3 separate regions of the Zea mays genome follow, and all the other regions are linked to region 1. A link is a contact called in public Hi-C data. All regions are on one chromosome and are shown on one strand. Each heading gives the region's core, a stretch centred on a gene start, on an enhancer-like site or on the middle of the called end of the contact. The rest is flanking DNA. Distances are from core to core; before and after follow the strand shown.

What was found. Hi-C and Micro-C count contacts between places; a contact is called where the count stands out from the background.
Region 2: a contact with region 1 is called in a Hi-C map of leaf, with 7 times the contacts expected there. The contact joins the promoter of LOC118473578 here to the promoter of LOC103641584 in region 1. A contact is called at or near these places in 3 of 25 Hi-C or Micro-C datasets (ear, leaf and tassel) and 1 of 3 datasets of contacts at active chromatin or transcription factors (leaf).
Region 3: a Hi-C map of endosperm shows a contact between it and region 1, with 2.3 times the contacts expected there. The contact joins the promoter of LOC100278266 here to the promoter of LOC103641584 in region 1. A contact is called at or near these places in 2 of 25 Hi-C or Micro-C datasets (ear and endosperm).

What each region holds. Positions count from the first base shown.
Region 1 is chr10:112,275,207-112,279,615 of Zm-B73-REFERENCE-NAM-5.0, reverse strand. LOC103641584 (farnesylated protein 3) reads right to left here and starts at 2,034. Exons shown (of 5, transcript XM_008664923.4): 1 at 1,334-2,034; 2 at 943-1,192; 3 at 360-604; 4 at 145-232; 5 at 1-23. The coding sequence starts at 1,342.
Region 2 is chr10:112,575,411-112,579,417 of Zm-B73-REFERENCE-NAM-5.0, reverse strand. LOC118473578 reads right to left here and starts at 1,614. Exons shown (of 1, transcript XM_035963461.1): 1 at 750-1,614. The coding sequence starts at 1,432. The coding sequence ends at 848. LOC100277718 reads right to left here and starts at 2,831. Exons shown (of 10, transcript NM_001151214.2): 1 at 2,615-2,831; 2 at 2,411-2,482. The coding sequence starts at 2,680.
Region 3 is chr10:112,671,210-112,675,357 of Zm-B73-REFERENCE-NAM-5.0, reverse strand. LOC100278266 reads right to left here and starts at 1,538. Exons shown (of 2, transcript NM_001374040.1): 1 at 1,277-1,538; 2 at 1-114. The coding sequence starts at 1,464.

The DNA.
Region 1 (4,409 bases), core at 785-3,284:
GTCCGGTTCTACGGACTGCACGCCTGCATGCACAGCCATACCCATACATACATACGTACATTTGTGGTTCAGAGCAGGGACTACTAGTTAATTCTTGGTCAAGCAGGTGGGTGGAGGAGTTATGTTGGAGAGCAGAGCACCCACCTTTCATCTTGAGGATCCTCTTCTTGATCCCCTCGGCGCACGCCTCGCAGTGCATGTGCACCTTCAGCACCACAGCGATCACCGGCGGCTTCAACAAGAAAAAAGAGAAAAAAAAACGAAAAATCCTCACATCAGCCTCTGTTCCATGGAGCATGGAACCGATGCAGTTTCGGGGGGCCAAATGCAGACCACCAGGCTGTGATTTTCGATCTCACCTCCTTCTTCTCCTCCGGCTTCGGCGGCTCGGGCTCTGCCTTCTTCTCATCGTCCTTCTTCTTCTCCGCCTCATCTTCCTTCTTCTCCTCCACCTCCGGCGGGGGCGGCATCGGCGACAGCAGCTCGACCTTGCGGCCGGTCTTCTTCTGCACGCGCTCCACCACCTTCATGGGGTCGGCGGCCGCCTTCTTCCCCTTCACCAGCACCTTGTGCGCCTTGGAGTCGGCGATCACATCCTCCACTCCTGCAGTGGTGGTGACAGCACAGCACAGCACAGTTTCCATTTCAGTTCAGATGCGTGCCATTCTCTTGGGCGCTCTGAGAAGCTGCCATGAATCACACTAATTCTTCCAAGAATATAACCTTTGAAGCAAGTGTCCCTAATCTGGATTGATTTTTTTTTTAAAAAGAGTGAGAGTGAGAGTGAGAGAGAGACAGAATATTCTGAAATCTCAATCACATCGTGCAATCACGCGTGTTTAATACTACAACAACAAAGAAGAAAACCGATGGACACGTAGAGATAGTAGTAGGACAGCAGAGGGGTAGGGGCAGCAGAGGACAGGACAGCATCAGCATTACCGTCGAAGCGCCTGAGGATCTTCTTGACCTTGCGGGCGCACCCCTCGCAGTGCATGTAGACCCGCATCTCGACCTCCTCCGGTGGCGGAGGCGGGGGCGCGTCCTCCTTCTTCTTCTCCTCCTCCTCCCCGTCCTTGGGCTTCTCGCCGCCGCCGCCGCCGCCTACTTCCTTGGGCTTGTCGTCCTTCTTCTTCTCCTCTGCCGCCGCGGCCTCCTTGGGCTTCTCCACCTCCTCCTTCTTGGCCGCCTCCTGCAAGCAGGCAACGGCAGTACGAAGCTAGCGTCAGGATGAGACGAGACGGCCGACCCGACCGGACGCCCGGCGGGAGGAGATGGGAAGCGCCGTCCGTCCTCGGCTCCCGCCCCAGACGGGAACAACGGCCGAACTCACCTCGCCCATGGCTTCCCTCCCTCCCCGGATCCGCTGCTGTTGTGCTCTGCCCCGCACGTCTGCACTGCACCCACGCGCGCCTCTTCCTCTCGCTCTATGACTGACTATGAGGGATTGAGGGGGCAGCAAGTGGGGATGGGGGGCTCGCCTTATGTAGCGGCCTAGCGGGTGTCTGGTGGTAGGCGCCGCCAGCCACGGAGGCCCGCAAGATCCGCACGGAAAATGAAATGATTTCGTTCGGCATCTCTTCCTCTCTCTCCACGTCCCTCCCTTGCCGCCCTCTCACTCTCTCTTGGGAAGTAGAGTGCCGTAGCACACTGTATTCTTCTGGGAGCACCCTGCACCGCCGTGTACGTATAGGTAGCTGTAAGAAATTACTGCACGGAGGGCCTGCGGATTCTGTGAGTCAATGGGCGTGTTCGGCTGGCTACAAGCCGACACTGTTGCAGCTGTTTGGATTGCTGCAGCTGCAATCCATAGAGAGAAAAATACTGTAGAAGCCGCAGCCGCAGCCGGATTGCAGCCGCAGCAAGCCGCAGCGAACAAGCCGAATGTATTACTGCGATGTACTACTCCGCAAGACTTCAGTTTTCTAGGGCTCTTTGTGCGCTCGTAGGCATGCGCACTTGCCTGCCAGAGAGTGCCAGGCATCAAGGGTACGTTTGGATGCAAGCACAGGGATGCCAGGCCAAATATTCGCCTTACTAAGCTAGTTTTAAGAGGACGAAAAAGATAACAACGATTTTGCGGTACCATGTTTGTTTTGTACCATGGGGTGACTTTTTTTTTTTTGCTTCAGATAGGTTTGCACACGCCACAGTACTGCCCCCGTTGGGTGACACAAACCTACAAAATATGCACGGAGGCTTCCTTGCCACGTGACTTGCTCGGTCGGTTTATTTCTCAAAGTGACTTTTTTTTTTGCAGCTGCAGCGTCTATCTATCTATCTATCTATCTATCTATCTATCTATCTATCTATCTATCTATCTATCTATCTATCTATCTATCTATCTAGGCTTTGCTGGCGAGGACGCGCCGCGTTATCTCGCCACGTCGTATTTTGTGTAGAAAGTGCCTTTAGTTTGTGCGTCGTTTCCTTCTCTCGCCACACGCTACTAAGCATTACGTTAACTAAAGCACATCGTCGGTTTATGTCTTTTGCTCTAGTATTGCTTCGCCAGGCTAATAAGCATGACTCATCAACACACATGTATCTCCACCAACCAGCTGTCTGCCATGCATGCATCGATCGTGCAGACACGAAAGGAGAAAAAGAAGAAGAAGAAGATGTAGATAGCACACAAGCTATCTGGTACGCACGCAGATTCATTCAGCACTAGGTGGGACGATACTGTTGTTTTTGGTCACTGGTGGGATGCATGCATGTATGTATCTAACTAGTTCAAATATCCAGCAAACAAATTAAATAGCTAGACCCGGCTCGTTTAGGTAGTGTTTGGTTGAGGAGCCAAGTAGAACGTCATTCCATCCATAATTCTAGGAACGGAGCCGCTCTGTTCTGTGTTTGGTAATCTGGAACAGAACGAATCTGTTTTTTGTTTGGTTGTAGAGTGAACGGAACAGAGCGTGACTGTGAGAGCGGGATAGGAACGGAGCGGCTCCATCCGGTTGATTTTTTGGAGCGGAATGATTCCGGATCTGAGGAGAATATTCCCTAATTGGAGCCATTCCGTTCTATTTACTTTGTAACCAAACAACAATAAAACTGGGACAGAACGGCTCCGTTCTACTTGGCTCTTCAACCAAACACTGCCTTATATCGAAACAGCCAATTATTACTCCCTCCAATCTATTCTAAATTTATGTATGCATGCTTGATCTATTAGATACGTAGTCTTAATTTGCTATATATTTATTGGACATAGGTTATGTCCAAACTTATTTAGGATGGAACGAGTAGTATCTACGATCAACCGGTCATTACCACCCAGAAGCCCTCTTATGTATGCATGCTTGATCTATAAGAGTTTCTCTAAACGGTCCTCTATCCATTTGACTACTTTAAATAACCGGTTTAGCAAAACTAAAATATGTACAATACATTTGAGAGTATGATAAATACGTATGTACAAAAAATAAAATTAAAAAATGTCTTTAATATGAGTATTTGAGTATAGAGGACGTGATTTAGAGGACGTTGTTGGAGAGAAATGAGATATAGAGGATGAAATCTTTTAGAGGAGACTGTAAAGGACAGATATAGAGGATAAATATAGAGGATAAATATGGAGACAGCTTATAGTCTAAGATTTACCGGTCATTACCACCCAGAAGCCCTCTTCAAGAGACTGCTGGTAGCATACACCGTCCGTACGTACCATGCGTGGATATATGGTATAAATGCAGGAGATCGTCGTGCAGATTGGGCACAGAGCCAGCCAGCTGCTTTGCGGATGTGGTTAATTTCAGAGACGAGGCAAGGCAAGGTGAGTTGCCTTGATTAACCGGCATTATGATCCTTATCTCATTTTTTATTTTAAACTTAAACTCTTCGAACAGATAGTTGTAAAATATTACTTTGCATGGCCGGTTGGAGACAGCTTTTGAATGAAAAAAAGAAGAAAAAAACATCTCTTTTATACATAATTCTATACATCGATCTTGCGAAATTGAAAATGGGTTGTGTGGACAATGACAAGAGCCAATCGCGCGTGCCGCGGCGCCAACCAGATGCTGCTCTGGGACTGGGAATCAGCCCTCGTCCTCTGCTGTCCTCTGTGCCGAACCCAACTGCTGCAAGTCCATCCTATAACCGTAGCTTTTTTCCTTCCATCGCCAGGGGAATCTCTGGCCTTATAGGCCCATGGCTCACTCGGAGGCCCAGTACTACTTGCTGCCTCATCCGTATATGCATCGACTACCTTCACAGATTGCATATAAATCCACATACGTGTAGCACCTAGCAAAAGTCACGAGTATATAAATTAGCTAGGCTCTGCACACACGTAAATAAGTAGCACACAAAGCTTTTTTTTGAAACTAACCGAGCAGGAGAGCTGTCGATTATATTGATAAAAGAGAAGAGCCCAAAATTGGCAATCAACAACCTCCCAA
Region 2 (4,007 bases), core at 365-2,864, 300 kb before region 1:
GTGAGGAAATGGAGAAACTCACCTGGAACGTGCCTTGGTGATGAAGACAACGTGAACGAGTCTGTTTTCTGATTTCTCCCCGATGCCTCTTCTGCGTAGGGCTTCTTTTATGCCTTCTCTCCCAAAATCACATATTAGTCCCCCTACTCTATAGACCAATACAAGCTGCATATGTTATTGGGTTACTGTAGGTGTTACAAAGTCCTTGGGTTGTTGAATTGACCAGAATCCAACAAAATAGCAGCAGCGGCGGTATGAGCCTGCGCCCTGGAAGCAGTTGCACGCCCACTCCATTCCGACCATGAAGCGGAATATGCATGGCTTATAAATTAGAGCTGCCTACATCCAGTTTTCCATGTTTCGCAGCTGAAGAAGGTTGTGCCGCCGTTAGTTTCTGTTGCTCAGCTACCTAATCATATGGATGGACTGCAAATTCCTGAACGCATCTTGCAGTGCCGTGGGGGTCCAGAGGGTGTATCTCAGGTCCTCGTGCAGTGGTCAGGTATGCCTCCCGCCTCCGTCCTTAGCCACTTGGGAAGATCTCATTGCCCTTTGACAGTCGTTTCCGCAGGCTCCTGCTTGGGACAAGCAGCTTCTTGTCATGGGGGAATGTCAGCATCAATGCGTCGTCAGAACATGAAGTGAACATGTCTTCTTCAGATCAGTTCAGGAGCCGATGACTGCGGAGCTGAGCGCTGAGCCGAGATGATATTTGGACTTATGACCGTTTTATGGTGGGGGTGGGGCGGTGAGGAATCAACACAGCCGTATGACATTACTTTTTCGTGAATCAAGTCGAGTCTCATACATTGCAGAATGCCACAGTACACCACACATGTCGGATCCACTATTCACATGATGAGGTCGTCTTACACCGTTCGCTCTGTTCTGGCCTCACAGAGCAGTATTGGCATGTGATACAAACACGCCCACAATGGCGCAAAGCCAGTAGCAGAGGAACGCAGAAGCGAGTCTCGCAACCGCATGCGCTGCCACGCCTCCGGGGGCCGCCAAGGGTGGCCACGAGCGCCCTGCGCCGGCCGTGGCCGTGGCCATTCGCCATGGTCGCTGCTGCCGCTGTCGCTGTCGCGGGCAGCACCACGAGAAGGCCTCGTGGGACCGCTTCCACGTAATGCCGCCGGCGGTCTGCTACAACGTGGTGCATCTGCATTCTGCTCTGCATATGTGATGTGCCGCGCGCGCGCGTTTTGCCGTTTGCCGGTGGTGGGTGTGGGCTTGTGCGTGAGGCGTCCGAGGGTCGGCGGGTTGGACAGGTTCGCGTTGCATCGGAGTCGGCGGGTTGGACAGGCGTCTCTTCGTTTGTTTCGTATATACTTTTGGCCAACTGATCGCTGCGAAACTGCTCGTCAGTCTGGGTTGGGCCTTTTCTGCGGGGGAAGAAAGCCCACGAAGGGGGTCGTGGTTGCTGCATGTATTCTGGCCCAGTATGCCGCTGACATGGACGGACCTCGCTAATACTCCCTTCCCTCGTGAAAGGAGGAACGTGATATTCTTTCTTTTTTTCTCTTTTTGCAACGTCCAGGAGAATGGATTTAGCAACAAGAGAAGTCCAGGAGTATAGATTGGTCTCTTCTTGGTCTCCGACCCTCTGATTTCCCTATCGTTTGACTTGAAACAGGAGTAGGTTAGATGTGAAAAGGGACCAGCCTCACGGAGAACGTGCCATGACTCTGTCGGCCATTCTTGCCGTGGAGATAAGAGACCTGGTGTAATTCAGAGCATTTTCGGATTTTAATTACTCTGGTGCTGGGGTAGAGTTGTTTAAGTCGGTGCCTATGTTTGTAAACAATTTAGGTGGGACACTGAGGCTAAGAAGGTCTGTCCTGAACTGTGTCTGTGCAGCTTAATGCTCAAGGGTTTAGTTAACGGAAAACACTTATGCAAGGAGTATATAAGCTATTTCGGCTTATATAAGCGTAACACTTATCCTGAACTCGCCGTCGCCAGAGGAAAATCCATCCCCGCTTCCACGGGTCGGATTGGCGGGCGTGAAGACCTGGAGTATATAAGCTAGAAATGGGGGGAGGAGAGATGGCATGAGATGTAGTAAGCAGAATATTCCTCTTCTTCTTGTTCCTCACGTCTCCTACTCCGTTCTTCCCAATTCCCTCCCTGCTGTACTCCGCTACTACGAACTCTGCTACTACTACCTGGTTGAATCGTAACATGTAGTTAGTGGAAGGATTTCAGGTTTGGGGTAGAGTAGGTTGACCGCTGCAGTGTGTGCGATTTCACATCAGACGTACGAAAAATGCGCCCACCAATCCATCTATCAAGAGCACGGGCACAACTCATTCGGCCGCCGATGGTCAGAAACTCTGAAACGAATGGGCTCCAGGGCAACCTCAAGTGCACATGAATGCGGCATTTCTGAAGTTCTCTGACTGACCTCGAGTAAGAAGTCGGCGTCGCCACGCAGCGTGGGTTCCTGGCCTGGGAAGTACGGGTACTCCTCCTTGGCCTGCACGGATAGGGTTGGAGTCACCGGTAAAAAAAAAAAAAACAACCCCAGAAGGATTACTGAACTCCCCCGCGGGCCGCCAGGAGCCCAGGACGCGGAAACTGGGCTCGCGCGCGTTGCCTGCTTACGCACCTGCTGTGGCGTGGCCCAGACGTGCAGGTGGGAGTCGATGACCTTGCAGGAGGAAGAAGCGGCCATGGCGGCGGCAATGGTGGTGGTGGCGGTGGAGAGGAGCAGCCGCCTCCTTGTTGCTGTGGTCGCGAAGGAGAGGATGTCGCGAGAGGCGGTAGTGGCGCGGGGGCACAGGAACCTGCACGGGGCAACCACTGGTGATGATGACGATAAAGCCATAGAGTGTCTGCTGCCGAGTACTGCGCTCCACGTTTTTTCACCAACACAAACGCTGCAGAGCAACCGCAGACGAGTTCACGGGCCGACAAGTTACAGGGCCCAGCTGGCCTCTTAAGGCTGTTCCCAGCAGAGTCCAAATTACACTACCGGTTTCTAAACATATCATTAGTCCTAAACTGTGGTCAAAGTGCATGTTCAGACCCCTAAACTTATAAAATTGTACCATTCCAGTTTCTAAGCTTTCAATTAGGGATGGCAATTTTACCCGCGGGTTCGGATATCCACGGATATCCGACCCGTCGGATTCGGGTTCGGGTAAGAAATTTAACCCGCGGGTCTCACCCATACCCGACCCGTGATTAAATCGGGTCGGGTACGGGTTTTATCTTGTGCCCGCGGGTCTTGGCGGATATCCGAAATAATTTGAGTTTTCACTTTTGGCCCACAAGAAACCGGCGGCCCAATGTCCAGAAACCCTACTACCCTAGTCACACACACGCAGCCACGCAGGAGTAAGGACGCATCGCAGCCCCAGGCGGCCGCCGGCCAGGCCCCCAGCCGCCCACGCGTCCGGCGTCTCTCACCTCACGTCTCATCTCTCTGCTCTCTCTGTCTCTCAGCCAGTCAAGCCGCCACCGCCCACCGGCCACTGGCCACCGCCACCAGCCACTCCGCCCCGGTGTCTGGTACTCGTGGGACAGGCGGACAACGCTAGATCCGCCCCGTCGTCTGGTACTTTGGTTGCCCCGGCCGTCCATCGCAAGACCGGTTGCCCTGGTCCCTGCCGTCGTCGAGCAAGACTGGTTGCCCCGGCCGTCCAGCGAAGCAGCGAACAGCGTGGCAGCGAGCCAGCGACGCAGCGTCCCTGGCTGGCGTCCCTGGCTAGTGGCTGGCTCCCCTGCGTGTCTGCGTATCCAAATTCCAATCCATTCTCCTTCTCCGGTCCAAGGTAGCGTCTCTGTCTCTCTGAGCTAGTGAGTTAGCACTCCGAGTCCGAGGTATATTTTACAGTTGATGTCTCACTGATCTCAAATAGGTGGAGGTGGTTCTCAAATCTAAAGTAGTAAAGTTCATCCATGGCGCCTACAAGTGGATCTGGCTCCGGGACGCAAGCTAATCGTCCACCGTTGTCTTCACGTGGTGCTGCAACGAGGAGGGGGAGAGTGACCTTAAA
Region 3 (4,148 bases), core at 289-2,788, 400 kb before region 1:
TTCTGGGCGCTTGACTTGTCTGTTGTGGTGGAGATGCTGCTGGTGCCGCCACTGATGGGCTCGTCTACGTCGTCGTTCTCTTCATACTCTGCGAATACGTGGTAGGGCAGCAGCCTGCTCATGATGCGAAGAACACTATTAGTTTGTCAGCTTAGAGCCAAATTACAAGTCATTTCAACTTTTCGAATATAATTTCTCGTAAGATGGATTTTGTTTTCTCGATTTGTAAGATGGCTTGAAAGGACGTGGATTCCTTCGTAGTTGGACACAACGTGGACTCCTTTCTGTTGGATATGAATGTTAATCCATCAGCAGGTCTAGTGCTAATCCTAATCTCCTTGGAATTACAATTAATATTCCCTTTGTATATAGGATGAGTTTACAGAACGGAGAACGGTGTGCAACGTGTTTTCCATCTAAGAAGAAGCAGGGAGCCTCAGTCCAAGAAAGAGAAGAATCACACGGTACTGGTAATGCACTTATTAGTACCTGACAGCTGACATTCAGTCGCAACTGATATAGACATATAGTACAAAACAGTAATAATTTTACTCAATTCAACAGCAGTACAAAACAGTAACTCGGAAAAAAAAGATGAGCTGTCAGACTAGAACAACTTGACAAGAACAGTAATAATTTTACTCAATTCAAATAAAAAGTTGAATTCAGATGTATGCCTGTAATTTTAGTTACAAAATAACTATAAAGGCCAGCTGATATTCACATATAGGGTCTTATTATGATTGTAAAGTTTTTTTTGATCTATTGATATTACGCTCATCCATCCGTCCCTACATTTAAGAACAGGATATTCTGTCAGAAACCATGCATGAATGAGATATCCAAACAATTCTTGATCAGGGTAGTTCGATTCCGTGTTTATCGTAGGAAAATTAAAAATCCAACAAAATCGACCTCACGTTTGATGATTCTCCTACCATGATAAATCTCGTACGCGGGAGCTAGGCTGCTATTCTCTTGTTTTTCCTTCGAATCAAACCGTGCTAAGCAAAGGGATCATATAAATCTTTACCAGAAAAATCCGACTCGCCGCAACCGAACCATAACGAAAAAAAAATCGCAAGCTATATACAATCAAAACAGTATCCTGAAGACGATATAATCCCCAAAACCCCCCAACGCACACAGTTCGATGAACACATCCAAGAGATCCCAGACCACGAGGGCCAAAACCAAAAGGCTCTAAACCGCGTGTGGTAACAGGTAACGGCAACAGCGGCTGGGAGAGAGAGGAGGATCGAACGCGCGCACGCACCTGCTGACGGCGTCCTCGACGGAGGCGAAGGGCGTCCTGAAGTCCGGGTTTAGGGCCTTCCACGCGTCTTCAAATGCCATCTGTTCCGCAGCGCGCGTCCGCGCCACCTCCGCCGAGACGGGACACCCGGATCCCTGCGACGGCGGCATTCCAGCAGCGACGAGGAAGCCCTGCGGCTGCGGCTGCATGGCGGGTCGAGGTCGGGGTCGCGGTTGTTGCGGCTGCTGTAGTAGGGCTTGGTCTCCCAATAGTCAGTGACGCTGGACAGTGGGGTCAGCGGTCGTCATTCCTTGGTCTCCTCCCATTCTCTCTCTTCTCTCACTTGTCTTCCTTTTTATTTTGGTTATATACTTAGACTATCTTCAGCAGACTACCTGTCAAATTTCCTATCTTACTTCATATTTTAAACTCTACTCTATAAATAATGCAATTTATCGTGCAAATTATTACTTTGCACGCGGAAATGACCTTATTATATTGCTTAGACGTGAAGTATCTACTCCCCGTCCCAAATTAAAATTCATTTTACTTTTTAATATATTCATACAATAATTAATGTATGTGTTCTATATATATCTAGGTTCATAATCATCTATATGAATATGGACATAAAAATACAGAACTAAAACGACTACTATTTTGGAACAGTGCGAGTACAATCTTAGGGGTATCACGTTGCAAATGCAATGTTTGCATGTGGACTGCAATTACTAGTGCTATTGGGTTTAATTTAAATATTAATATAAGAAAAACAATGTGGTATAATCAAAAGTTTTCTATATAATTACCATAGAATCAAACTATTAAAAATCATATACTTTATTATTTACTCTACTCATATATTATAGTTTAAGTTTTAAGTTCATGCTATATTAAAAGATATAAAAGGTAAACTTATATTTTAAGTTTGTTTAGTTTAGGGTAAGAAGTTGAGACATGACTATTTCAATATTGTCACTTAAAATTGGAGGGACAAGAGTGGAGCCCAGAGAACGTGGCCCTCTGGCCCCTGCTGTCCCACAACCAAACACACTCTAAGTTCTTAATTCACTCTAGTTAAGAGATAAAAAAATATCCTATCTAGAGCATATTTGATATTTTTTTCTTAAAATGAATTAAAACTTAAAATTTAATATATTAGTAGAGTACATCTATAATTTATGAGATTTTTGTATGACTTTGGGTAGTTTGATTGAATCTCTTCTTATATGAGAAACTTGATTGTACAATAATTTTTGTCATTAATATATCCTACTGGTATAGATAATCATCAATAATCATTAATTTTAAAAGAAACTGCACAAGAAAACCACAGACCACTAGTGCTACTATATCGTTTTAGCGTGTTGAGAATCCAAATCGTTGAAGGAGAAACCTCACCGAAAAACCAGCGTACTAATATTCTCAGTACAGTGGTTTTGCAACGTGTCAACGTAAAGCCGTTTAAAAAGAAAGGAAAAGAAAACCTCCTGAGAAACTATGGGCCACTTTTTTTAAGCGGTGTCATACATTTTAGTATCGTAGAAACTAGATGAACACCCATACATACTACAAAGTGAACAAGTTATGATAATATATATTAAAATTTAAAAATATTAGTTAGCTGATGTTTCTTATTTAAAGCTTGCTTGACATGTACAAAGCTTGATAGTATGGCATATGTTTGGTAGGATGGATGAGACAAGTCTTCAAGCGATATACCACCTTGCTTTACTATCTTTATTGCAAATTTGGGACATACATGCATAGAGGACAAACTCAAAGAAGTTTTATCTAAGTATGATATGTGGATTCTTCTAATTTGCTTGTAAAGTAGATCCATAGTAATGAAATTGCGTATTGTTGTTCTATATTGTGAGCGCACCTAAGTTTCATGTCCTTAAAATACGTAGCCGTGTTGGAATGTCTGTAGCTTTTTCTAATTTTACGGTATATGTACCTATACCTTTAGGGCCTGTTTGGTTCCTAAGGAATGATCACCCGTAACCATTCCTAGCCAGATTATTTGTCTAATTTATATAAGGGTTTGATCAACTGGAACAATTCTGGGGCGAATTCCGGCTCAAATGAACATGCCCTTATTGATTTAGCTAGAGAGATACGAGGAAAACTCTTATTAGTATTGTGGCTTTGGTGGTGCGTAGACAGAATATAGCCAATAGGAAGGCACGTCAGTGGTAGCATTGGAGCCGATGTTGACAATGGCGTCACACTCGAGAGTCTCTAGCATGCGTGACCCACGTGACGCCCTCAACATTGACCTAGATCAGGCTACCATCATCTCCTCGTCCACCTCGTGGAAGTAGCGCACGTACGGATAAAACATCCCATCGTGGCCGTGGATGGAGTCTTGAGCTCCTCGACGTCGACCACAAGCCCCTCGAGATCCTTGTCGGAGGCGCGGACGTCGAGGAGGAGGCAAATGGCGAAGGTGAGGGAGGGGACCAGGGGAGTATGTCATGGTGGGGTAGGGGGCAAGGAGGGAGGGGCAACACGTGGGGGAAGGCGCAGGCAGGGGCGGAGTGGAGGGAGGCGAGGATGGTGGGCATTTGGCGCAGGCGCGAATGAGGCGAGGAGCGCGAGATGCGCGGGGCTTGGCGGCCGACGATGGCGCAGAGGGGGGGGGGGCGTCAGTATAGATGGTCAAATGAGTCGTGCCTAGTGGGCCGGTCTGAGACACGAGATATTTAATAGTGTCGTGGCTCGGCCCGACACTATTAAAATGAGATCCGTGCTAGTCCGACCCGAGAGGCGTGCCATGCTTAGGCCTCTGTCTCGGCCTGACATGATTATTTTTTATTATTTTGAAAACCCAATCTACACATATTTATAACACATATTGACTATTAGACACAAACTTGCTTGGGCTCAA